Linked DNA regions of Zea mays: region 1 is linked to region 2. A link is a contact called in public Hi-C data. All regions are on one chromosome and are shown on one strand. The core of a region is the stretch at or near the end of the contact, and the rest is flanking DNA. Distances in the headings are between cores, read along the strand shown.

Region 1 (5,192 bases), core at 1,946-4,445, 160 kb before region 2:
GGTATGCCTTTACGAAAGCGCTCACCGAAGCGGGGTCGCTTGGTGGATCGAAGCTGAATCTAAAAGGCACAGGGTGGAAAATGGACGGTACCTCTCGATCGATGGACGGTGACGAGGTCGCGTCGGGGACGGACTACACTGTTGTCTCAGGTACGAGGCTAACACCCAGCAAGCCCTCTGCGAGAGTGCTGGCGTCATCTATCCGCTTGGGGTTGGCATGTTGCGGGGAAACGACACCCGTCGTTGTCTCAAGCGCGAGGACAACGCCCGACATGTCCCCCGCTGGGGTGCCGGCGTCATCGACTCGCTCGACAGCCGACGAGGTGCCGCCTCCTGCCTGGCCATGGTTGCCTTGCCTCCTCCTCCTGCGGCGAGGAAGGCGGCGGGACAAACCCGGATGATGCTCTTCCGCCACGGGGGGAAGACGTCGTCGAGTCCGCCGCCGCCGGGCGAGCTGACGGTCGTCGTTGTCGCTGTCGCGCTGCGGGGGAGGAATACCATGTCGTAGCTGCCGTCGAGGGACATGAACTCGAGACTCCCGAAACAGAGCAGCGTCCCGGGCTGAAGAGGTTGCTGGAGACTACCCATCTGGAACTCAACGGGAAGTTGTTCGTCAACACGCAGCAGGCCCCTACCTGGCGCGCCAACTGTCGGCGTTTCGACCCCGGGGGGTCCCTGGACCGACGAGTAAATTTGTCGCTGCGCGTCCCAGCCCAGATGGGTTGGCGCGAGACGGAACACAAGGGGGGAAAACGCGGCTCGTGTTGCCCCGCGCCACGGGGGGTGTGCTTGCAGTAGGGGTTACAAGCGTTCACGAGAGAGAGAGAGAGTGAGCCTGTTCGTCAGCCTGTTCTCCCGCGCGACCCTTTTGCATGAAGGCCCTGGACCTTCCTTTTATAGATGCAAGGAGAGGGTCCAGGTGTACAATGGGGGTGTAGCTATGCGCTAACGTGTCCGATAGAGAGGTGCCTGAGCCCTGTGTACATGCCAACGTGGTTGTCGGAGAGGTGCTAGAGCCCTGTGTACGCGGTATCGTGGCCATGGGAGGAGCGCTTGAGCCCTGTAGAAGCACAGCTGTCGGGGCTGCTGGGACCTTGCTGACGTCTCCTTGCTTCCGTAGGGGGCTGAGAACCACCGTCGTCATGGACGCACGCGGGGAGCCATCATTACTTGTTACCGGGGCGAGCCTAGATGGGACACCGGTCTTGTTCCCCCGTAGCCTGAGCTAGCTAGGGGTAGGGTAATGATGTATCCCCCGTGGCGCGGTCGGTCCGAGCCCAAGGTCGGGCGAGGCGGAGACTCCTCCTGAGGCCGAGGCCGGGGTCGGGCGAGGACGCGATTCCTCCCAAGGTCGAGGTCGAGGTTGAGGCTGAGCCCTGGGGTTGGGCGAGGCGGAGACCACCTTCCGAGGCCGAGGTTGAGGCCAAGCCCTGGGGTCGGGCGAGGCGGAGACCACCTTCCGAGGCCGAGTTTGAGGGCGAGCCCTAGGGTCGGGCGAGGCGGAGTCCTCCTTCCGAGGCCGAAGTTGAGGCCGAGCCCTGGGGTCGGGCGAGGCGGAGACCACCCTCTGAGGCCGAGGTTGAGGCTGAGCCCCAGGGGTCGGGCGAGGCAGAGATTCTTGTTGCGCCTGAGGCTAAACTTGACTATTGTCAGCTTCACCCTGGCGGGTGGCACGGCAGTCGGAGTGGGGCGAGCGGCGCTGTTTTCCTGTCAGGTCGGTCAGTGGAAGGGCGAAGTGACTGCGGTCACTTCGACCTTGCCGACTGAGGCACGTGTGTCAGGATAAGGTGTCAGGCGATCCTCGCATTGAATGTGACTGCGATACGGTCGGTTGGTGAGGCGATTTGGCCAAGGTTGCTTCACTACGAAGCCTGCCTGAGCTGGGCTTCGGGCGAGTCGAGGGTGTGCCCGTTGTTTGAGGAGGCCCTCGGGCGAGGCGTGAATTCGTGTGGGACTACTGTTCCCGCCCGAGGCTAGGCTCGGGCGAGGCGAAATCGCGTCCCTTGAGTAGACGAAGCCTTGACCTGAATCGTGCCCATCAGTCTCTGCACCTTGTGCTGATGGTGGTTACCAGCCGTGTTTAGGAGTGTTGGGGGTACCCCTAATTACGGTACCCGACAAGTTTAGAATCCTAACCGATCGCAATAAGGATCTAAACTGAACGCGAGATTTTCGGGTGCAGATCGGATCGTGGATAGCTATCGGTTTGCGGACTCGGCCCTATATAAGGCGCCTAGCAGCCGACATCAAATTCATCCCAATTTTCGCCTCTGCTCACAACTGCGTCGCCATCGTAGTTTTCTTAATCCCGACCGCCGACGTGCATCTGCGATCGGGAGAGCGAGTCTCCGTAACCCTTCGCCTTCGAGATTCTACACCGGGAGAGGGCGAATAAGGTTTTTGGGAAGCGTCCTCACGCGACTGCTCACGATCTTGTCGTCGAACCCTGCTGCTTCGACGTCATCGGCCCCGCTACTTCGACGTCGTTGACCCTGCTAATTCCGGCCCGCGTCATCTATCAGTATGTCTGATTAGTACGCATCATCTGATTTGACTTTATACTTCAGTTCTTATGATTTGGTCATGATTTATATTCGGAATTTAATCTGGAAAATGTATAATATTTCAACAGTTTTCACAAGACAAATTAAAACAGATTTAATCGGCAAAAATAAGCAGTATTCTAGGAATGCTAGAATTGAAGAGGAAAATAACCTGGTTTCAGAAGAATATCTAGTTGTCTCCAAAAAATTCTGGTCATCTAATATACTCCATGCCATGGCACAGATTGCATCATAGGTGCGCTTGTTTACTATCTGAAGAGCCATGGCAAAAGCTATTGCGCACTTGAACTAATAATGGAATAAATAATTAAGATTGTCGTATCCAGAACACTGTTAATCTTATGTGCCGTTTGGTTTATATATTTGTAACGTGATAGGTAACTGATAACATTAGATCATGTTTATTTAGATCTAACCATAATCAGATATCACACTATGAACTAATAACAACCTATTTAAACTTGTTTCCACGAGTGTGAATCACTATCGTTGCTATTTACGTTGCATTTCATGAAACAAACAACTACTACTATTTAAAGCGGATATATAAACGAGCAAAGTATTTTTATATTAATTATATTGGTTATAGAGTAGAGTTTATAATATAAGAGGGAGATAAAAACAAACTAGAGACATTAGTATTAGTGGGTTAGGTTAGGTACATGCCTAAACACAAGCAAGTGGGCAGACCACTAAAGTCTACAACAGCTTCAGCTGCAGCGTTCCTCTCCCGTATCCTGTGCCAGCTGACTCGCCTTCTCAAGTTCTGAAACGCAGCGGAGCGCGCCGGAGGAGAGCAAAGCGGACAGTGGAGGATAGAGAGAGCAGAACACCAGATCAGATCAGATGGCGCCTCCGTCTCCCCAGCCGCCGCTAGTGCGCGTGCTCGACCGCATCCGCGTCTCGCCGCCGCCGGCTGATTCTGAGCAAGAGCCTGCGCTCCCCCTCACTTTCTTCGACGTTGCCTGGCTCTTCACCGGCCCCGTCGAGCGCCTCTTCTTCTTCCGCCACCCGGAGCCGGCCTCCACTCTCCCGCTCCTCCGCTCCTCGCTCTCCCTCGCGCTCCGCCGCTTCTACCCACTCGCCGGCACCATCAGGCCCCACGCGCCCTTCCTCTGCTCCTACACCCATGGTACCGATGCCCTCACCATGGTCGTCGCCGAGTCGAACAGCCCCGACGATTTCGACAGCCTCGTAGCCAGGTCACGCAGGGACCTGGACAGGATCCGCCCCCTCGTTCCGCAGTTGCCGCCGCCGGGGGAAGACGGAGCGTTCGCGCTCGCCGCCGTGCAGGCCACTGTCTTCCGAGGCCGTGGCCTCTGCCTCGGCGTCTCCGTCCACCACGCTGCCTGCGACGATGCCTCCACCATGCATTTCGTCCGCACCTGGGCCGCTACCTGCCGCCTAGGACTCGAGAACGACGACGGATCCGAGGACGCCGTGCTACCGCCACGGCCGGTGCTGGACCGCTCCGTCGTCGCCGACCCCGACGACCTGCGCGGGAAGACGCTCGCCGGGATGGCGCGCCTCGCCCCTCCTCCTTCTCCGCCGCCGCCGCAGCAGGAGGAGAAGACGCCGATGGTGATGGCGTCGTTCCTGCTGGGGCGCGAGCAGATCGACCGGATCAAGGAGGGCGCGGCAGCAAAGGCATCGTCTTTCGTGGCGGCGTCGGCCTTGGCGTGGGTGTGCCTCCTCAAGTGCGGTTCCGTTGGCGTCGCGGGCGCCCGGCGCAGCCACATGCTCTTCTCCGCCGAGTGCCGGTCCAGGCTGACGCCACCGCTGCCGGCCGAATACTTCGGCAACTGCCTGCGCCCCTGCTTCGTGGAAGCCGCCACGGCGGACCTTCTCTCTGGGGAAACTGAGGACGGGGTGGCTGCGGCGGCGTCGGCGATCGGGAGCGCGATCCAGGAGATGGAGCAGGGCGTGCTGGAAGGCGCGGAGGGGTGGTTGGGCAGGGTGCTGTCGGTGCTTCCCGAGCGGCCCATGTCCGTGGGCGGGTCCCCCAGGCACGGCGTGTACGAAACCACGGACTTCGGGTGGGGCCGGCCGGCGAGGGTGGAGATGGTGTCGGTGGAGAAGACGCCCGGGACGGTAGCGCTGGCAGACAGCCCGGAGGGAGACGGAGGCATCGAGCTCGGGGTGGTGTTGCCGCCGGACGCCATGGATGCATTTGCTTCGTGCTTTGCGCATGCCGTCGGCGCCAACGTCTGATTGGCATTCCGATCCGAGGTGCAGCTGCTGCGCCAAAAGATTCGATTGAAGCAGCGTATTATTTGTGCTTGATTAATTGATTTACTTTACTGTCTTGAGAGTGAGCTCGTTCTTGCTGCGGATGTGCGAAGTCAAGGAATAAACAACCGGATTGTTCCGAAATCAATCAAGCGTCACTATGATTTATGAATGAACCGTTTGCAATGACCATGAGATTATGACTGTAATATAGAACAAAAAAGCAGGGAAGAAGTGAGGAACGCAGGAACATAAGCTTAGCTGCAAGGGAACGGAGCTGGTACGATGTAGGAAAATCTTAGTTCTTGAAACACAGAGCCTAGCTCCTTTGTTGGCTACTAAAATTGTCATGCCAAAGATTTTGCAGGTAAAAGTTACCAATAGTTGGACAAAGATATT
Region 2 (5,154 bases), core at 1,336-3,835:
GGAGGCAACTGAAGACAGTGGCATGGATCGAAGCCACGCTCCGATCAACATTAGTGTTGTTGACCTTGGGAACTAGGTACTTGTCAGCTCTGCTGCAGAGATACTCCTGGATAGTTCTAATGTTGCTGATGTATTTAACATACTTATTTTTTGTTGGGTCAAGTGTCATGTACTTTGCACGTACAGCAAACCTCTCTGTGTGCTTACCCTCATTAGAGATGTAGATCATGAAAGGTATGATCGAAGGATGTTTCCTCATTAGACCCATCTGGAATAATTAAAAGGAAATGTAGAATAATTTGGGCAAGTTAACAATGAATGTTACAACTAACAACTCCACTTCTATTAGCAGAAGAAATGCAATATAGTGGGTCTGATACGACCTAAAAGAATCAATAGCTGGAATGATAGGAAAGAAATGCAAATGAATAGTTTTCTGGAAGCACATACCACAAAATTAAGGCTTAAGTGAACACCCTCGACAACAACTGATTCTTTCCTATCTTCCCACGCAGTAATTAACCGATCCAAACTATCAATCACCATCTCGCTCTGTGCTTTAAAACCTTCAACGGCCATTTGCTTCTTCCCGATTGATTTCCCATCAACTTTTTCGGTAAGAGACCCACTTTTCTCATAATCAATAGTTGAGCTGCTTGATACGCCTGAGCGTTTTTTTGCTTTCCTCCTAGCTTTTGCTTCAGCAACTGCTACTGGATCAAGACATTCACCTGCATGGTAAGTTGATGCCCAGAGAAGAGGGTTTTCTTTTTCTTCAACAAAGCTTCGCATCATGTGACGTATTGAATCTGTAGAAACTACAGTTGTAATTCCTAACCTGCTTCCCTGTTAAAACATTAACATCTCTGTAAGGAAGAAATCAGGAAACCAAATAAAGCTAAAATTTTCCCACAAGTGCAGTGGACATAATCTAGTTTTGGAATGAACATAATTTACTATTCCTAAGTCTTTCCCATACCAGCTATGGAGAAAGATTCACGAAAAAAAAAACAATCAAGGGGGAACTTAATTCGCTAATAACATTACTTTGTTCTATCCTGGTGTGACAGACTTCCATTTAGTAATAATATAATATGTACTTCATCTGCATCTCCAGTCTACTTCTACATTTTCACAACGATGTTCCTTGTCTGAATAGGTCTAAGACAGGTCCTAATGGATGATGAGAGGGAGCAAAAGGGCATACAAGTAAGGAAGTAAGAAAAAATAAAATTATTACCAGCAACGTAGAAAGAGTAGACTTGCCACAGCCACTAGTTCCACAAAGAAGAACCGTGATAGATTCCTTTCGTTCACGAATCCTAAGGCAAGATGAAAGAACATAAGTGAAAGGGACAAGGATACAATATGAACACCTTTAAAAAGTTCCCTTTGAAATGTATGTGATCAATCCGGAGGCACTAATGCTTGTGGGTCTGAAACAGTAAAGGGGTGTTTGGTTTGTAGGGACTAATTTTTAGTCCCTCCATTTTATACTATTTTAATCCCTAAATTGCCATATACAGAAACTAAAATAGAGTTTTAGTTTCCGTATTTTACAATTTATGAACTAAAATGGAATAAAATGGAGGGACTAAAAATTAGTCCCTAGAAACCAAACACCCCCTAAGTGCAGTTTACATCGGTGACAACACAAGTATGGAAATTCGTTATAGATGTTAGCCCCTATAACAATTGCAATAAGACAATTTGAATCTCGTCCAATCGGCAAATAGGCATAGTTTGCATAGTCATCCTTTCAAGGAGTAACATTAGTATTGATTATGCTAAGTAATCAAATCACCATGCTACCTTGGCGTGTTCAGAATTATCTGTCCTGAGCATCACATTCAGAAATCAGGTTATATTATATATGAGCTGCTGAATGTTTCAGAACGACGTGACAAGCATGAACAGCGACGCAACAACAGATTACCTCAAAATGAGGGAATTTTTCAATTATTTTCTCAGCAAAATGAGGAAATCTTGAATTGCAGTGGCAGAAGAGAGGAGGGCAGGAAAGGTGTGGCGGACGGACCTGCAGGCGAGCATGAGATCGGCGCGCTGGTTGGGGGCAACGTACTTGTAGAGGGCGAGGGCGTCGAGGACGAGGTCGAGGAAGAGGTCCCTTGGGAGGAGGACGGTGGTCCGGCGCTTGTATAGCTCGAACTGGAACTGGCGGGGGCTTGCGGTCGGGGTGGCTTCGGCGACCTCGTACCTTTGTACCCGGGCGGAGGTGGCCGTGTCGCCGTGGCCCTGGTGGTCACCCCGGATGACATCAAACACCCTGCGGCTGATCTATACAAGAGAAAAGGAGGGAGCGGAGGACCGAATCAGACAAAAACACACGAAACATCGGAGGTCCGGTGGGATCGACATCGAAGATGTAGAGGCGGACGGACGGACCTCGAAGGCGTGGCGTGGCTTGCATCCCATGAGCTGGAGGGTGCTATGGAGGAGGGAGCGCGTGTATCGGAAGGAGGAGGCGTTCTCGTCAACCACCACAATGTACAGCAGCTTCGCCGACGCCATGGGCGCCGTGGCTGGAGGTCGCCGGCAGAAGGGAAGGTGGCGGTCCGCTCCGGTGGCTCTCCTTTCCCTTGCGTCGTCTGGTTCCTCCGGTCTTGTTCTGGTTCTGGTTCTTATTCGGTGGGTCAGCTCGGATAGTCGTGGCTCCTCGGTTTGGGCTTTTCCCGTGCCCTTTCACCTGCCGGGCCTGACACGACACGGCGGCTTACATCTTCTACCACAATTTGAATTTCGCCTCACCTCATTCTTAATAAATAACTAGCCCCCTCATTCTTAATAAATAACTAGCTCCGTGATTTTACTACGGTTTTTATATATCATATAAATAGATATTAAAATATTTATTCAAATATAATTATTATTTATTTGTAAACATTAAGTTACATATAGTTTTGTGGTTAGCCACAAATTTCTAGAGTAGGGAATGTGTGTTCAAATGCTCGTTTTGCACTATTTTTATATAAATATTGTTTATTTCCAAACACTAAGGTACGTGTGGTCTGATGATGGCTGCGCGAGCAGTAGTTGAGAGAATGCTAAGCGTGGAGCTAACATGGCACGACGCCGAGGCGAAGGCGCGTGGGACAGACACAGTGTGTCAGCGCGAGGTGAAGCCGTGGTAGCACCAGGTAACTACTTTTCGTTCTTAATAGTAGTAGAAATAATAATAAAGCCTAAGACGTTTTGAGTGTTTTAATAATTTTATTATACATTTACATATAATATTGAAGTGGTTGGTTTAGAGAATTATTCCGTTCTAGATGATGTCATATTATGAGTCTATCACTGAATTTAGTGAAATAACTTTATTTCTCATACACTACTATTAATTATTATCTTATGAGAAATAGGTGATGATATATGAACTCATTCTATTTTATAAACTAAATAAAAATTAGAGTGAGATGATGACAGACTATCTCATTTTACAAAACAAACACATTCTACGTTTAGATATGTGGTAAGAGCAATATATCCAGAATAATTAAAATATTTTATAATTTAGAATAAAGATTGCAGTAAATATATGCACTCATTACACCGACTGCAGCATGAGATATATTTTATTGTGGGGTTCTTGCGAAAATAAGCAAGCATTTTTTATCAGATTTATTTAATTGAGCTTAGCCTAACCTTATAAATCAAATAAACTTTTAGACCCATAATAAAAGTGATTACAACAATAACGAGGTAATCTGGTAAGGAAAATTGATATTGTGATGGTTTAACTGTAATAGATGGTTATTGCAGATGGACCCTCTCGTGATTCTTATCCACCAAATCAGCCCTTAAAAAAGAGAAAGACATGCCACACACTAAAACGTCCTAAATGGGATCAGGCCGCCATATCCATAACATAAGTTCTGTGATATTGATGAAAGTTTTGTTAGATAATTATACGCTTTAAAGTTAAATTAATTTCTAAAGCAACTACTAAATGAAATAGTGATGGATCACTTATGACAAAAAAAACATCATATCCATATAACTAAGTATATCATCATGACTTATAATGAAGTTTGCTACAATGAAGTTATGGAGTAGTCCATAGAATGTTGGAGATCAGATCTGCAAGCAATCGTAAGAACGCTACCTAAAAACTTGATTTGCTCTAACCCGTGCAGGTTCTTCAGCTGAGTAAGGTTTCGAAGACACTCATTTCTCATCCATCTCATCACATCAGTGTTAGGGATGAAAACTCCTTAGGTCATGCAACACCGAGGACTCTCTCGCCTAAACTCTATACGAGAGTAGATTGGTTATTCCTCGTCCCTTTTGGAAAGAATGGCCTCTCTATTATATAGGTGAGTAGGATTTAGAATAGCCCCTTAACTTCCAACATGTGACTAAACTTTTCATCATTAGATCATGCATGGGGGTCTTTGAGATTTTTAGTATGAATTATTTAGAGGAATATGGGGTCAACGCCCAAATAAATTTAACAATTTTCCACCAAATCTCAAAGTCAACATTTAATTGACTCTCAAAATATCATAAAATACTAAATCTGATATACCAATTTAATTATAGAGACTATTAAGTTGAGCATCCATCTAGACCTAGAAACTACACCAGCTCACAACCGCTCAATGGACTCAGCTTGAATTGGTTTGTGTGAAGTAGTTTTATTCAAGAATTTGACTCATACTTAACGCCCATTAGGCTACCTCCTTAGGGCTTGTTCGGTTAGCTCTCAATCCATGTGGATTGAGTGGGATTGGATAGGTTTGAATCCCAAACAAGTCAAATTTATTAAGAATTTTTTCCAATCTCATTCAATCCATGTGTATTGGGAATAACCGAACAAGGCCTTAGATGGATCTTATAAGTCATACCCATGTGTCTCATCCATGAGCTTCTTAGAGAGTTCCCACACCTCATATACCATGACCAAAAGTCAGTTTATGTTGGTGTCTTTGTCCAAGAATACCATGTACGAAGATATCTTGTTGTTAAGCCTTCAAAACGTTAAGAAAAATATCATCATGCCTTACAGACTCAAGAGTAACTCAAGAGTGCCGCATCTTCAATATAGAGGGTAACAATTATAATATACCCTTAGTTACACATGTTGCTTGTTTAACACCCCATCGCACCATTAGTTCACATTGTTGCACACCACTC

The links. A called contact is a pair of places that touch in the nucleus more often than the background predicts.
Region 1: a Hi-C map of ear shows a contact between it and region 2, with 4 times the contacts expected there. The contact joins the promoter of LOC100272672 here to the promoter of LOC100191504 in region 2. A contact is called at or near these places in 5 of 25 Hi-C or Micro-C datasets (ear, leaf and tassel).

What each region holds. Positions count from the first base shown.
Region 1 is chr2:168,928,572-168,933,763 of Zm-B73-REFERENCE-NAM-5.0, reverse strand. It overlaps LOC100272672, which reads left to right and starts at 3,195. Exons shown (of 1, transcript NM_001147129.2): 1 at 3,195-4,961. The coding sequence starts at 3,411. The coding sequence ends at 4,775.
Region 2 is chr2:168,767,287-168,772,440 of Zm-B73-REFERENCE-NAM-5.0, reverse strand. LOC100191504 (P-loop NTPase domain-containing protein LPA1 homolog 1) reads right to left here and starts at 2,585. Exons shown (of 7, transcript NM_001136936.1): 1 at 2,407-2,585; 2 at 2,039-2,298; 3 at 1,241-1,322; 4 at 451-846; 5 at 1-268. The coding sequence starts at 2,532.